Regions from separate parts of the Sus scrofa genome. Here all the other regions are linked to region 1. Evidence: chromatin contacts called from public HiChIP or PLAC-seq and promoter capture Hi-C data. All regions are on one chromosome and are shown on one strand. The core of a region is the stretch at or near the end of the contact, and the rest is flanking DNA. Distances in the headings are between cores, read along the strand shown. Region 1 holds the start of KCNN4 (potassium calcium-activated channel subfamily N member 4). Region 2 overlaps ZNF45 (zinc finger protein 45). Region 3 holds the start of PINLYP (phospholipase A2 inhibitor and Ly6/PLAUR domain-containing protein).

What was found. Promoter capture Hi-C pulls out the DNA fragments that hold promoters and counts their contacts. HiChIP or PLAC-seq counts read pairs in DNA pulled down with a chosen protein or histone mark.
Region 2: an H3K27ac HiChIP or PLAC-seq map of alveolar macrophages shows a contact between it and region 1. The contact joins the enhancer-like site here to the promoter of KCNN4 in region 1. A contact is called at or near these places in 7 of 47 Hi-C or Micro-C datasets (embryonic fibroblasts, epiblast stem cells, fetal skeletal muscle and 4 more) and 1 of 2 datasets of contacts at active chromatin or transcription factors (alveolar macrophages).
Region 3: a contact with region 1 is called in a promoter capture Hi-C map of fetal skeletal muscle, with 2.4 times the contacts expected there. The contact joins the promoter of PINLYP here to the promoter of KCNN4 in region 1. A contact is called at or near these places in 1 of 5 promoter capture datasets (fetal skeletal muscle), 1 of 47 Hi-C or Micro-C datasets (embryonic fibroblasts) and 1 of 2 datasets of contacts at active chromatin or transcription factors (alveolar macrophages).

What each region holds. Positions count from the first base shown.
Region 1 is chr6:50,592,164-50,596,464 of Sscrofa11.1, forward strand. KCNN4 (potassium calcium-activated channel subfamily N member 4) reads right to left here and starts at 1,355. Exons shown (of 9, transcript NM_214018.2): 1 at 1,068-1,355. The coding sequence starts at 1,226.
Region 2 is chr6:50,743,717-50,748,321 of Sscrofa11.1, forward strand. It overlaps ZNF45 (zinc finger protein 45), which reads left to right. Exons shown (of 7, transcript XM_021094497.1): 2 at 2,943-3,105; 3 at 3,196-3,268. Among named protein-coding and RNA genes, the nearest start is that of ZNF45, 24 kb to the left of the region's middle. Within about 2 kb of position 1,710, at least 4 of the 83 cell types and tissues checked have an H3K27ac peak or open chromatin away from gene starts, as enhancers often do. A contact at or near this core is called in alveolar macrophages, where this site is marked.
Region 3 is chr6:50,425,092-50,429,294 of Sscrofa11.1, forward strand. PINLYP (phospholipase A2 inhibitor and Ly6/PLAUR domain-containing protein) reads left to right here and starts at 1,460. Exons shown (of 5, transcript XM_021097545.1): 1 at 1,460-1,764; 2 at 1,766-1,799; 3 at 1,801-1,873. The coding sequence starts at 1,577. It overlaps XRCC1 (DNA repair protein XRCC1), which reads right to left and starts at 639. Exons shown (of 17, transcript XM_013988646.2): 1 at 463-639. The coding sequence starts at 513.

The DNA.
Region 1 (4,301 bases), core at 105-2,604:
CCTCCCCTCCCCTGCTGGGCGGGATGCCGAACCGGGAGCGGCGAGTCGGGCCCAGCCATGCTTCCTGTTGGCATGGGCTTCGGTGGCCTGGCCACCCAGCCAGAGGAAGCCGGCCTGCCCTGATCCTCCGTGCAGCTCCTGGTCACTTCAGAGCTGCCTGCCTCTCCCACCCCCACGTCCAAGCCTGAACCCTGTGCTCCAAGAATCTCCCAACTCAGTCCTCAAATCGGTGTCCCCCCTCCACCAGCCCAGTTCCACGTCCCTTACCCCAGACAGACCTCAACCCCTCCTTTCCTGTTGAGCAATTCTGTCCCGTCCTCAAGCCGCCAGTTCTGACCCACGTCCTTCATCTGCCCCCATCGCTGCCCAGACCGGGGCTGGAATGTGCTGGGAGCCTGCTCAGACCTGTCCCGGCCCCACCTGTCCTTTCCTTCCCCTCTCACACCATCCTCAAAGTCAGCCCCTCTTCCCACAAAGATGCCCTAAGCCGCTTTCCCCTTCAAACCCAGGAGCCCGGGCCCCCAGCCCCTCCTCCCGGGGGACCCCGCAGTCCAGGCTGTGATGAAGCTGCCTCTCCCTTATTTCCCAGACGGAACAGCCTGTAGATTCTGGGGGTGGGGGCTGAGCTTCTTAATGCCGGAGATGGGGGGGGGCTTGTTTTCCCACCCCCACCCCAGCCAGTTCTTTTCGTCTCTGCCCTCTGCCTCTGAGATACTGGGCAAATGCCAGAGTTCAGATAAGGACCAAGGAGCCGCCGCCTACTGGAAGAAGTTAGTCTTTCTCCCTACCCTCCCTTCTCTAAACCTGGGGTTACCTCTCCCCTAATTTGATCAGCCACCCCCCGGCCTCCAGGGTTCCTGGATCTCCAACTGTCAAATTGCAGTACCTTCCAAGACTGACACTCTGTAACCCCTCTTCCCCTCCTTTTGCAGGAGCGCTCCCAATGTTCACCTCCCTGAGACCCAGGAGTCCCAGCCCCCAGCCTCCTCCTCTCTCAGATCCAAGATCCAGGCCCCCAGCCCCTCCTCCCTGAGACCCAGGAGTCCCAGCCCCCAGCCTGCACTCACCGAGCACCCCCCGAACCATAGCATCTCCGCGTGCAGGACCATGAGCCCGATGCCGATTCCCGCCAGTGCAACTGCCCAGCCAGCCAGATGCTTCTCCTGCTCCAGCAGGCGCTTTCGCCGCCGCAGGGCCCCTAGGCCCGGCACCAGCTCCCCGCCCATGGCCCCCAGGGTCTTGGGGCTCAGCCAGCTTCCTTCCCAGGGTCCCCCAGCTCGCAGCACGCAAAGGGCAGCCACTGTGGCTTACAGGTCCCCGGCCTGCTCTGCTCCCTTGCTCTGGGCTCTTGCTTTGAGGCACGGCAGAGCCTGTGCCCTCTGGGGGGTGGTGACTGCTGGGCAGGGCGGGGAGGTGCTCGGGAGGCCCCTGGGCTGAGGGGAGGCTCCCCAACCCCCCCCTTCTCAGACTAAGGAGGGGCTGGGGTGTGTCTCGGGGCACAGCAAGGAAGAGGCGTGTGTCCACGTGGATTAAGAGGCACACTGACACACAATGGGCTTTGTCACACACAACGGTCTGCAGCGTGTAATACACACCTACACTCAGCCACACCCAGACACCACGCGACCCTGGGTGATACACTCTCACACCCAGCATGGCCCGAGATGGAACCCAACACCCATGGGCACACAACACAACCTACACTGAGTGACTCACAACTCCCAACAAGCTCTAAAACCCACAGCCACACCCAGACACCACACACATGGTGTGACACACGCTGGCACTTAGTGAGGCAGGCAGTGCCCAGTGGCACACATGGCCACCCAATATTGTCCACACACAGCCACAAACTTTGCAGTCAAAGTTGGCACAACATCCTCTGACACAAACAGTCCCACCCAGGTGCCACACACAGGATGATGCCTAGTTGTAGCTACGAAAACACAATATATGCAAGTGTTCCACAGACACACAGTCTATATTGACCTAGCAATATCCACATGCCACACACAGCATGTCCTTGTGAACGAGGCACTCATGACGCCCCAGACCTCACACACCTGTGCAAGGATACCCAACACGCGCAGACAGCTTTTATGGACACACGCATGGCAGGCTCCACCGTCCAGCACAGAGGACCACACTGCCCTGCATCCTGGCCTTGGCCACTCAAGCACATACACTCACAGAGTGATTCAAAACACGCTCGGATTCACTCCGACACACAATATACCCCCATGCACAGCGCCATTTGATACAGAGTCAAAGGACAGAATGAATGGATGCAGGGGGGCCAGACCTATAAGCGCAGTGACTCATTCTGGTGTAAGACATTCTGGTCTATTTTGGTGCATCACAGAGGACACAGCAGGGCATGGTGCCCCGGGAGGGGGCAGGTGGCGCGGGGACTGGGCACAGGTGACATGGACCCCGATGCCCAAGAGCGACATTGCACAGAGTAAAACATGCACCATTGCCTTGGACTGACAACACCCCCACACGATACACTCCAACAGGGGTGGCCCACAAACAGCGTGTGCAGAGTAATACATGAAGAGACAGTGACACAAAACACGTGATACGCTATTTCCCAGCATGAACACAATGTTACGTGAACCTGCAGGTGTGACCCACTGACACAGCCGACACTTAGGCCCGCCACAACAAGCACTCGGCACCAGGGGACGCCCTCTGGTACAATGTGATACACGGCTGTGCAAACACAACTCTGAGTGTGGGTTCCCAGGCTGTGTTCTTGGGCAGGGAAAGGAGAGGCTCCCAACATGGACATAACACCTTGAAGGAGACACAGGGTCATATCACTGAGTGATACACAGCATTACACATGTACACACACACACATAACACCCAAAAAGACACACTACACATGCTGACACACAGAGCGGCAAATGCAATGCAGAATAATGACTCCCAGAGTGACAACCATGTGGCAGGTGGCCACATGCGGCAGCACTGAAGTCATGCACGGATCTGTACACCTGAACACAGATCAAAACCCTCCAACAGCAACTCATGGGGACTCACTGTCAGGGGGAGACCAAACTCCTCACATGGTGGCCCCAGTGGCCCCACGGATGCCACTCTTCGGAGTGGGGGGAAACACAGCCATAACCCCTCTCCCCTCCAGCGGCATATGTCATGCAGGAACATGGACCCGCCAGCCACAGGGCAATGAGACACTCACACACAGACATGCCTGGCGCCACACCAACACAACCCACACAGACACACCCAGAAACACCAAACCGCACACACAGACACGCCTGGTGACAAAAACACAACCTATGCCGGGCCCCCGCCCCACGGTGCGCATGTGATTCCCACTTGGGATGAGACGCAGCAGCGGAGAGTGATGGAGACGCGCCCCAGGCACCCAGAGGCTGAAGATGTGGCTGCAGGGCGATCGAGAGGCTGCAGCCCTGACGCCCCTGCACCCCTGCTGCCTTCTCCTCCCTCTCAGCTTCTGGCCTCACCTTGGACTCGTCTGCGTCTCTCCTCCTCCGGAAGCCTCTGGGTCCAGCTAATCTCTGTCTCCGTCTGTCCTCCTCTGTCTGTTTTCTCTCTCTGTCCCCCTCTCTCTTCTGGCTCTGGCTCTGTCTAAGTTTCTCTGACTCTGTTTGTCTGATTCTGTTTCTCTCTCAGGCTCTGCCTCTCTTTGGGTCTTTGTGTCGCTTAGCATCTCTGTGTCTGCTTCTATCCTGCATCCCTCTGCTGTCCTCCGTCACTCTCTTTCCCTGTCCCTGACTGTCTCTGGGTCCTCTCTCTCTCTGTGTTGGTGGCTGTTGGTGTCTCTATCCCTTGTTCTCTGTCTCCACCTCTGCGTGTCCTCTCTCCCATCTCTAGCGCTCCGTCTCCATCTCCTGCTGACTCTAGGTCTCTCAGCCTCTGTCCATGACTTGGTTTCTCTGTCTCGTTCTCTCCCTGTCTCATGGCTCCCTTTAGGGCTCTCTCTGTCTCTGTCTCTCTCTCTGGGTCTCTCTTTGCTTAGCTCTGCCTCAGTTTCTCTCTCCTGTTCACCGGCACACCTGGGGACTGCCTTGCCCCTTGCAGTTCCACTCCAGCCTCGTTCAGGGGACAAGGGCCAGAGACACAGAGATTATCGGCTGTGTGAAGGGATCAGAGGCCACGGGACAGAGACGTCCAGCCCCCCGGGCCCTCCACAGCCTCTGCTCCGGTGCAGGCGACTGTGAGACCATGACGCAGAGGGAGGAGAGACAATCAGGGAGACCTTGAATGCTGTAGCCAGCGGAGAGGGAGACAGACAGACTGAGGACGAG
Region 2 (4,605 bases), core at 460-2,959, 150 kb after region 1:
GCTCAGCAGGTTAAGAAGCTGACAAGCACCCATGAGGATGCACATTCGATCCCTAGCCTTGCTCAGTGGGTTAAGGATCTGGCGTTGCCACAAGTCATGATGTAGGTTGCAGATGTGACTCAGATTCAGCGTGGCTGTGGCTGTGGCTGTGGTGTAGGCCAGGCCGACAGCTGCAACTCCGATTGGATCCCTAGCCTGGGAACCTTCATGGGCCGTGGGATTGGCCCTAAAAAGAAAAAAAAGAAAAAAAAAAAAGGAGGTCGTGAATCTTGGTGTGGCCCTCCTCACAGGCTCTCTGGCCCCCGCCTCTTCCCCCTCAGAGCTCCCGTCTGCTGGGAGAGCATCTCTTTCCAACACAGAAGGAGTCCTCTGACTCACTTCCTCACTCCTTTCCTGCTTTCCTGCTGACTTGCTGATAAACAGGGACTCACAGCACCATGGGTTGAGTCCTGTCTTCCTGTCCGTCTTTTTCTGCCTCTTGTTTGTGTTCACGTACAATCGTGGCATGTGTTCCCTTGAGGTTTTTCCGTGATTCTGCTTTTCCGACTGAACCCAGTCATCCAGGAGTTCCCATCGTGGCGCAGTGGAAACAAATCCAACTAGGAACCATGAGGTTGTGGGTCTGTCCCTGGCCTCGCTCAGGGGGTTAAGGATCCGGCGTTGCCATGAGCTGTGGTGTAGGTCACAGACACGGCTCTGATCTGATATCGCTGAGGCTGTGGTGTAGGCCCACTGCTGTAGCTCCGATTTGATGCCTAGCCTGGGAACTTCCATGTGCCACAGGTGCGGCCCTAAAAAAACAAACAAACATAAAAACCCGCAGTCATCCTACAGGGCTTAGATCAAGCCCCGCTGATGTAGAACCTGCTCCGTATGAGTGTGGCCCTCAAGACCCATTACTTGTGCCTCCAAAGCGCCCCACTCACTAGCCCGGTACTGTGCAGCGTGCAGCTAGATTGCTGGCGTCCTAATCACTAGACTATCAACAGCTCGAGTAATTGTATCTTTTTAGTCTGATTTCCATAAATGTTCATTGAGTTAATAAACTCATTTTTTAAATAAAGAATTAACAAGTCAATCCTATCTAGTGCTAATCATGTAGGCAATGAAATATTTGCTGTTCTTCTCTCTCTCTCTCTCTCTCTCTCTCTCTCTCTATATATATATATATATATATATTTTTTTTTTTTTTTTGGCTGTGCCTGTGGCATGTGGAAGTTCCTGGGCCAGGGATTGAAATCATGCCACAGCAGCAACCAGTGCCACAGTAGTGGCAACACCAGATCCTTAACCCGCTGAGCTGCCAGGGAACTCCCCATTCTCAATATTTTGATGGACACATTTTGTGGATTTTGTAACAAGAGTCCTTTTAGGCATTAACTTTGAAGAGTGGAAAGCACCTTCCTAAAATGGTAACAGAGGCCCTTTTCTTTCCAGAGATGACCTTGCTCTTGCAAATATTGTGAAAGACCGAGAGGAAAAACATGGAAATAAAACCCCTCCTTTCCAAATCCTCTGTAGTGGGACCAGTCTCAGGATTTTACATCCCGGAGAGACCTTCGACCAATGAGTCTGGCCTTTCCCTGTGCCTCTGCTGGAAGGTGCCTGGGTGCTGGGCTCATGACATTGACATTGTCACTGACAGTGACTGCTGAGTGTTTACTGAGCAACCACTGTGCTCCTAGCACTGTTTTAGGTTCTTGGAATGTAAAGCTGAGTCAGTATTAATCACAAGACAGACAGTTGATTGACTAATTATCCCCTTTCCCCAGCGGTGATAGAGCTCTCTGTAAAACGCTTCTCACTGAGCAGAAGTCACCAGGCAAATGTAGAGTCAGCACAAAGTGAATTGCAAATTCTGAAAGGGCGTTTTTTTCTAAGATTGGAAAGGTGTTGTGTGTTTTTTGTCTTTTTTTTTTTTAGGGCTGCACCTGTGGCATATGGAGGTTCCCAGGCTAGGGGTCGAATCGGAGCTGCAGCTGCCGGCCTACACCACAGCCACAGCAATGCGGGATCCAAGTCATGTCTGCAACCTGAACTTGCGTCCTCATGGATACTAGTTGGGTTCGTTAACCACTGAGCCATGGTGGGTGGGCACTCCTGACTGGAAAGTTTTACACTACCCTTTTCTGTGCTACTCCTTCTGGAGTAGGACTGATCATGATTAATAAGGAATAAATTAACCAGTAATTAATTACTAATTTACTAATTGCTGATTAGTTAATTAGTAAGTAACTAATAATAATCTCTTAATATGGGTATTTCACTTGAAATTTCTATTCGCCTCCCAATCAATCATACCCTGGGAGCCACAGGGAGAACTTGTGTTCGGGCCACCGTATGTGGTTGGGCTGGTCGTTCCCAGGGGCTCTCGGCCAAGGTGTGAGCAGCATCTGGAATCCAGTCCACCGCCTCTGCTCATCAAGCCGTGTGCGGCTGCAGTCACCCCAAGGAAGGGCTTCCTTGACTCTTTCATATTAAGCAGCCACAGTGAATGTTTCAGCCGCTGCGGAGTCTTCTCTGTTTTATGTGTAGTCACTTGGACCAGCTTTCCTGTGACGTTGATGTTGTTATTACTCCTGTCATCATCCTCATCCCTAATTTATGGATCAGACACTGGGACTAAGTAGTAGCAGGTTGGAAGTGCCAGTATGCGAATAGTGGTGGTCTGATCCCAGAGCCTCTACAGCCAAACCAGCTCTGTTCTCCCCTCCTTCAAGCAGATCCTCTGGCTTCAGAATCATTTCTCGGTCCTTTATCCCTAACTCTCAAGATCTCATTTCTCTTGGTTAAATTTTGTTGCTGTTGTTAAAGTATAGTTGATTTACAGTGTTGGGCCAATTTCTGCTGTACAGCAAAGTGACCCAGTACTACATATTAGATCTCATTTCTCTTTCTGTGAAGCCTCAGCCTCCCATCTGTTTGTTTATTTTTTTCTTTAGACGCAGCAGAGAGAGAAGATACTGAAGTCTGGCTCTGGTGTAAGGACCGGATTCAAGTTCCAGCCTTGCCTCTCGACCTCCCCAAGCCTCAGCTTCCTTATCTGTTACGTGGGAACAACAGTCATCATTGTCATCATGTATTGAGAACTTGCTACAATGCCAGGTACAAGGCCAAGAGCATTGCATCATCAGCTCATTTATCCCCTGCAGTAACCCTGTGACTGACACTCTTTTTTGCCTCTCCTTGTGATAGCTGAGAAGAGGCACAGAGACGTTGGTGACTGGACAGGAGTCACACGACTACGACACCGGTAGCTTCTTCACAGGTGTGTGGCAGGTGCCTCATGAAACAAAGCGTTCAAATGCTTCTCAAGGTCTCTAACATGTGCTTTGAGTGCTTATTTCATGTGAAACATTGCCGTTTTTGTTGTTTTTATCATTACAATAATTACTATAGCTTTTTAGCCTAAATGTATTGATTACCTAACTTACTGTCAAATCACAAGATTTTATTAACTTTTCTTCATGATAAGAGTCTTTTTAAGGCCCCACTGTTAACACAGTCAAGTTGGAAAGATCTTTTGTCTTTTAAAAAACAGTCATCCAAAATGTCAAATTCAGGAGTTCCCGTCTTGGCTCAGCCGAAATGAATCTGACTAGCATCCATGAGGAAGCAGGTTCGATCCCTGGCCTCACTCAGTGGGTTAAAGATCTTGCGTTGCTGTGGCTCTCGTATAGGCTGGCAGCTACAGCTCTGATTTGACTTCAGCCCCTAGCCTGGGAACCTCCATATGCCACAGGTGTGGTCTTAAAAAACGAAACAAAACAAAAGTCAGATTCATAGAGAGAGTGGAATTGTGGTTATCAGGGGCCAACAGGAGGGAGAATGGAGAGTTCTTATTTAATGGGTATAGAGTCTGAGTTTGGGATGGTGAAAAAGTCCTGGAGATGGATAGTGGCGATGGTTGCACAACAGTCTGAAGGCAATTGAATCTTAATGAGCTCTCCCCCTCAAAAATGGTTACAATGGAAAATTTTAAGTTATATATACATTTACAAGAAAAAAAATTCATCAAAGTAATCTTAAATATTACTGCAAAGGCATCAAGATTAATGTGACAAACTAAGAGAGAGGAACAGATATTTCTGAGGTTAAAGGTGATTTTTGGAGTTCCCATTGTGGCTCAGCAGGTTGAGGACCTGACGTTGTTTCTGTGAGGATGCAGGTTTGATCCCTCACCTTGCTCAGTGGGTTAAAGATCCAGTGTTGCCACAAGCTGTGGTGTAGTTCACAGATGCAGCTCAGATCCAGTGTTGCTGTGGCTGTGATGTAGGCTGGCAGCTGCAGCTCTAATTCAACCCCCTAGCTAGGAAACTTCCAGATGCCCCAGGTACGGCTTTAAAAAGGAAAAAAAAATAAAGGTGATTTTTATACAACAAAGCAACAACCTCTTAAGCCTCCATTGAAACTATGAAAACAGGTTTTATTTTTTTAATTTTATTTTTAATTTTTTGGGTACGCCTGCTGCATACAAAAGTTCCCAGGCCAGGGACTGAACCAGAGCCACAGGTAAACTCCAAGCAATGCTGGATCCTTAACCCACTGAGCCACCAGTGAACTCCAAGGTCAGGTTTTACGTTTCTGAATATTGCCTGCATTTCT
Region 3 (4,203 bases), core at 210-2,709, 170 kb before region 1:
GCCTGGACGGAACCTGACCTTGTGACCGCTTACTGCATTAACACAGATATCCAAAACATCTGCTAGAAACTCAAGATACTAATCCAACCTTCTCGGTAAATAACTCATGCCAGCCTATCTATTTATGGCTCCCTTACCCTAAAGTAACTCATGACAGCCTATTCTTTAAAGCTAAATGTTTCCTTACTTGTTTCAGAGTCAACTACAGTTCTCTCCAGACAACTTCAACCTAACGAGCCTTCGTCCTCATAAGCTCCTGACTCTCTTTCCCAACCCTCTTTCAGCTTTATGGGAATCTATATCTCTCGAATTGCAATTCCTAAGACTCCAAATAAAGTTCGTTGTTCTTTGCAGCCCAGATGCTGATTTCTCTTCAACACCTTTTAGACTCCAAAAGTTCTCATAGAGACCCCTCACGATTTCCTTTACTTCTTCCAACCTCCCCCCACGCCAGTCCCTCACCGAGTCCTGGCTACTGCAGGACACCACATGGCGGAGGCGGATCTCCGGCATGTCAGCGCCGTGGGCTTCGCCTGGCCAGAAAGACGCAGGAGGGTCTGAGTTTAGGGGGCGGACAGGGGGTGCTCCCTGCGCGGGCTTAACTGCGCAAGCGCGCGAGGCTCGGGCCTTTCAAACAGCGGCGCGCCGGAGGTCGCGTCAACACTGCGCAAGCCCAGTGCGTCTCTCCAGCCAGAGGCCAGAGGCGCTGTTCCCTAGCAACGAACGAGCTGTTCCCGCCTCCCTCAGGCCAAACAGCTCTCTAGCCCCTCCTCCCAGTGACGTTCACACCCAGCGTTCGGAGAGAGAGTCTTGCTACCCGAACGGCCTCGGGTAGTGGGACCCAGAAGAAATTCGCCATCCTCACCGCCCAAACTGAAGCCCGAAAAGCAAGAGGGCAGCAAACCTGAGCAGATCTTTGCAGGGATCTGCAACCGGATCCCCTCAGCGGTTGCTGGCTACTCCCTTGCCGCCGCTCCCCCGCCCCGCCCAACACACAAGGAAAAAAAATCTCGGACCTTTGAAAGTTATGCCTGAGGCCAAGAGAGAGTGGGTAAAGGACCTAAATAAAACCCAAAGCACGTGCCCAAGGCAGACACACAAGCAGCCTCGACGGCTCCCAACCCTGCCTCAGTTGTCCAATATGACCTGTGGGCATCCGTCTCGTAACACGCCCATCCCTGCCGGTTGACAGGCACCCATCTGTTCGGTCCCCACGAGACCCAGAAGCGCATCTTCGGGTGGGGTTGGAGCTGGAGAGAGCCTTAACACAGAAAAGGGAGTATGAACCAAGCGTGCCAAGAAAGGAAGGGAGACTAGGCGCCGGCGCCTCTGCAGAACGAGCCTGGACAAGGTGGGCGCTCCCAGCTAGGGCCCCGCCCACGCTGAGGACCTCCCTGGGAAGAGAGAGAGAAGGGAGAGGGCATCTCAGTCCTTCCAGCCGCTCTATCCTACAGGGAATCTAATGTCCAGATTCTGATCTTGGGCTTCAGGCCAGAAAATAAAAGGTCGGGGAAGGATCGGTGGGAAAGGGAAAAAAGAGGGAAGTGCCCGTCTGAGTCCTGATGGAAGAAAGGCGATGGAGGCCCAGACTCCTGGGGTCCGGGCGGAGGAGGGGGCTGGGCACCAGATGCCCATGTCCCTTTTGGATTCTGGTTCTGTTTCTCCTACCCAGAGGTGCAGAGGCCTGCCCCCAGATCTTACACATCAGCCACTTTTCACCCTAGGGGTAAGTTGTGTCCAGACCCACCCCTCCTCAGTTTCCCATGAGCTGGGGTCCTGGAACTGCAGGCTCACTCACCCAACATGAGGACTTCCGTGAAACCTGAGACCTTCCTGCTGGCCTCTGCCCTGCTCTGCACCCTCCTGGGTCTGGGTGACTAGGGGCCTGGACTTCTGGGACTCCAGGAAAGAAGACTGACAGCATTCAGCAAGGTCCTCCAGGGGGAAAGAGTCCGAAAATTCAGATTCATGGTGAAAGCAGAGGGTAAAGGAGAGAAAGCTTGGGATCCCAGAGGAGGAATAGCTCAAAAACTTGCATTTGAATCCCTGAGAAAGGAGTGGGGGTGGGTGGGCTCTGAATCCTCTGATCCCTGGGGGAAGGCACTCAAAATAAGGTATCTGGGGAGTTCCCGTTGTGGCTCAGCAGGTTAAGAACCCAATTAGTATCCATGAGGATGCAGGTTTGATCCCTGGCCTTGCTCAGTGGGTTAAGGATTCTGGTGTTGTTTCGAGCTGCGGTGTAGGTTGAAGATGTGGCTCGGATCTGGCACTGCTGTGGCTGTGGCACAGGCCTCAGCTGCAGTTCTGATTCAACTCCTAGCCTGGGAGCTTCCATATGCCTCGGGTGTGGCCCTAAAAAGACCCCCAAAAATAAATTAAGACCCATTTGAATTCTAGAAAATCAGATCAGAGTATGACCAGAAAGGGAATTTTTTTTTTTTTTTTTTAATGGTTGGAAAGGGAGAGATTTCCTTTCTCTCAGGACTCTACGGAGTTCTGGTCCCCAATCCCCTTCTCTCTTAGATGCAGGAGTTCAAGAAAACTCCACCTTCCTGAGGACCCAGGTGTCTGGGCCCCTAGTTGCCTCCTCTCTCACGACCAAGGGGTCCATGCCCTTGCCCTCCTGGCCCTCACCCCTCCTTCTTGACTGGGGGTGCAGACCTACGGAGGGTAACTAAAAGGAAGAGGCCCACATCTGAGAACCACTTGGATCCGAAGGTTCACAAAAGTCCATGCAAATCTTCTTCCCCAGCTCCCCCACTCCCCATCCCAGTTCCCAAGCTTTCTCCAAGGACCCTAGCGTCCAAAGCCCCCAGCCTTGTAGTTTGGGAAACTTGCCCCAGGTAGAGTCGCTTCCCGTCCCTGCAAGAGCTTCAGACAGTTCCCTGGACAGAGGTCAGTGCCCCGCCCATGAACGATCTGGAGGCTGTGAGGTGTGTACAGGCTCCGACTCACCTGCGGTGGAGATGTGAGGACTTGCGACGCCGACCGGGACTCATGCGTGGTCCGGGCGGCTGAGACGTCAGAAGTAAGAGGGCAGGGGCAGAGTCAGATCCGGGGGGCGGGGGGGGGGTGCCTTCAGGGGAGCACATGCGCACTGGGAGGAACCTTTGCGTGGTGAGCGGGCAGGAAGAGGGAAAGATAATCCAAGGTGGACAGAGCGAGGATGCTGATGGGAAGACCACAACCGCCATTGTCATCGCTTTCTGAAAATGAGGCTCCCAAGCAGAAGATGGGGGGAGGAGCGGACAGAAAGACTTTCTTAGGCACGAAGGGATTATCAGGAAAGAAAGGACAAGGGGAAAGAGAGAAATCCAGACGCGGGGAGAGGGGGGAATCCAATATGCAAGAGGCGAAATGGGGTATGGAAGAGAAGGAAAGGGCTGGGATGGGTTGAAGGAACGCCATCAGGTTGGTCATGTGGGGCAAAAGGGATATCCCAGGGATGGAGGGGTAGTGGGGACTGGAAGAGATCTTTTCTTTTCTTTTGCTTTTTAGGGCCACACCTGTGGCATATGGAAGTTCCCAGGCTAGGGGTTGAATCAGCTGCAGCTGCTGGCCTACACCGCAGCCACAGCAGCACTAGATTGGAGCGCCAGATCTTTAACCCACTGAGCGAGGCCAGGGATCCAACTTGCATCCTCATAGATACTAGTTGGGTTTGTAACCAGCTAAGCCACAATGGGAACTCCATGAAGAGACCATTTCTTTTTTTCTTTTTTTGCTTTTTAGGGCCACACCCGTGGCATATAGAGGTTCCCAGGCTAGGGGTGCAATCAGAGTGACAGCTACTGGCCTATGCCACAGCCACAGAAACATCAGATCTGAGCCTATGCACAGCCACAGCAATGCAGGATCCCAGCAACGGGGGATCCAAGCTGCATTTTTGATGTACGCTGTGCTTGTGGCAATGCCAGATCCTTAACCCAGTGAGCAAGGCCAGGGATCGAACCTGCAACCTCATGGTTCCTAGTCAGATTCATTTCCACTGCGCCACAATGGGAACTCTAAGAGACCATTTGTGACAGGAGGAGGAGAGATGATATTGGGGTAGAGGGAGAGATATAAAAGGGACCACACCAGGCAGAAGGAAGATAATCCTGCAGCACGGACCAAATCAGCACAGAGGAGAAGTGGAGATGGGGCAAAGGGGCGGCATATGGGTGAAATGGGAGAGGAGGAGTTTCCCGTTGTGGCTCAGCT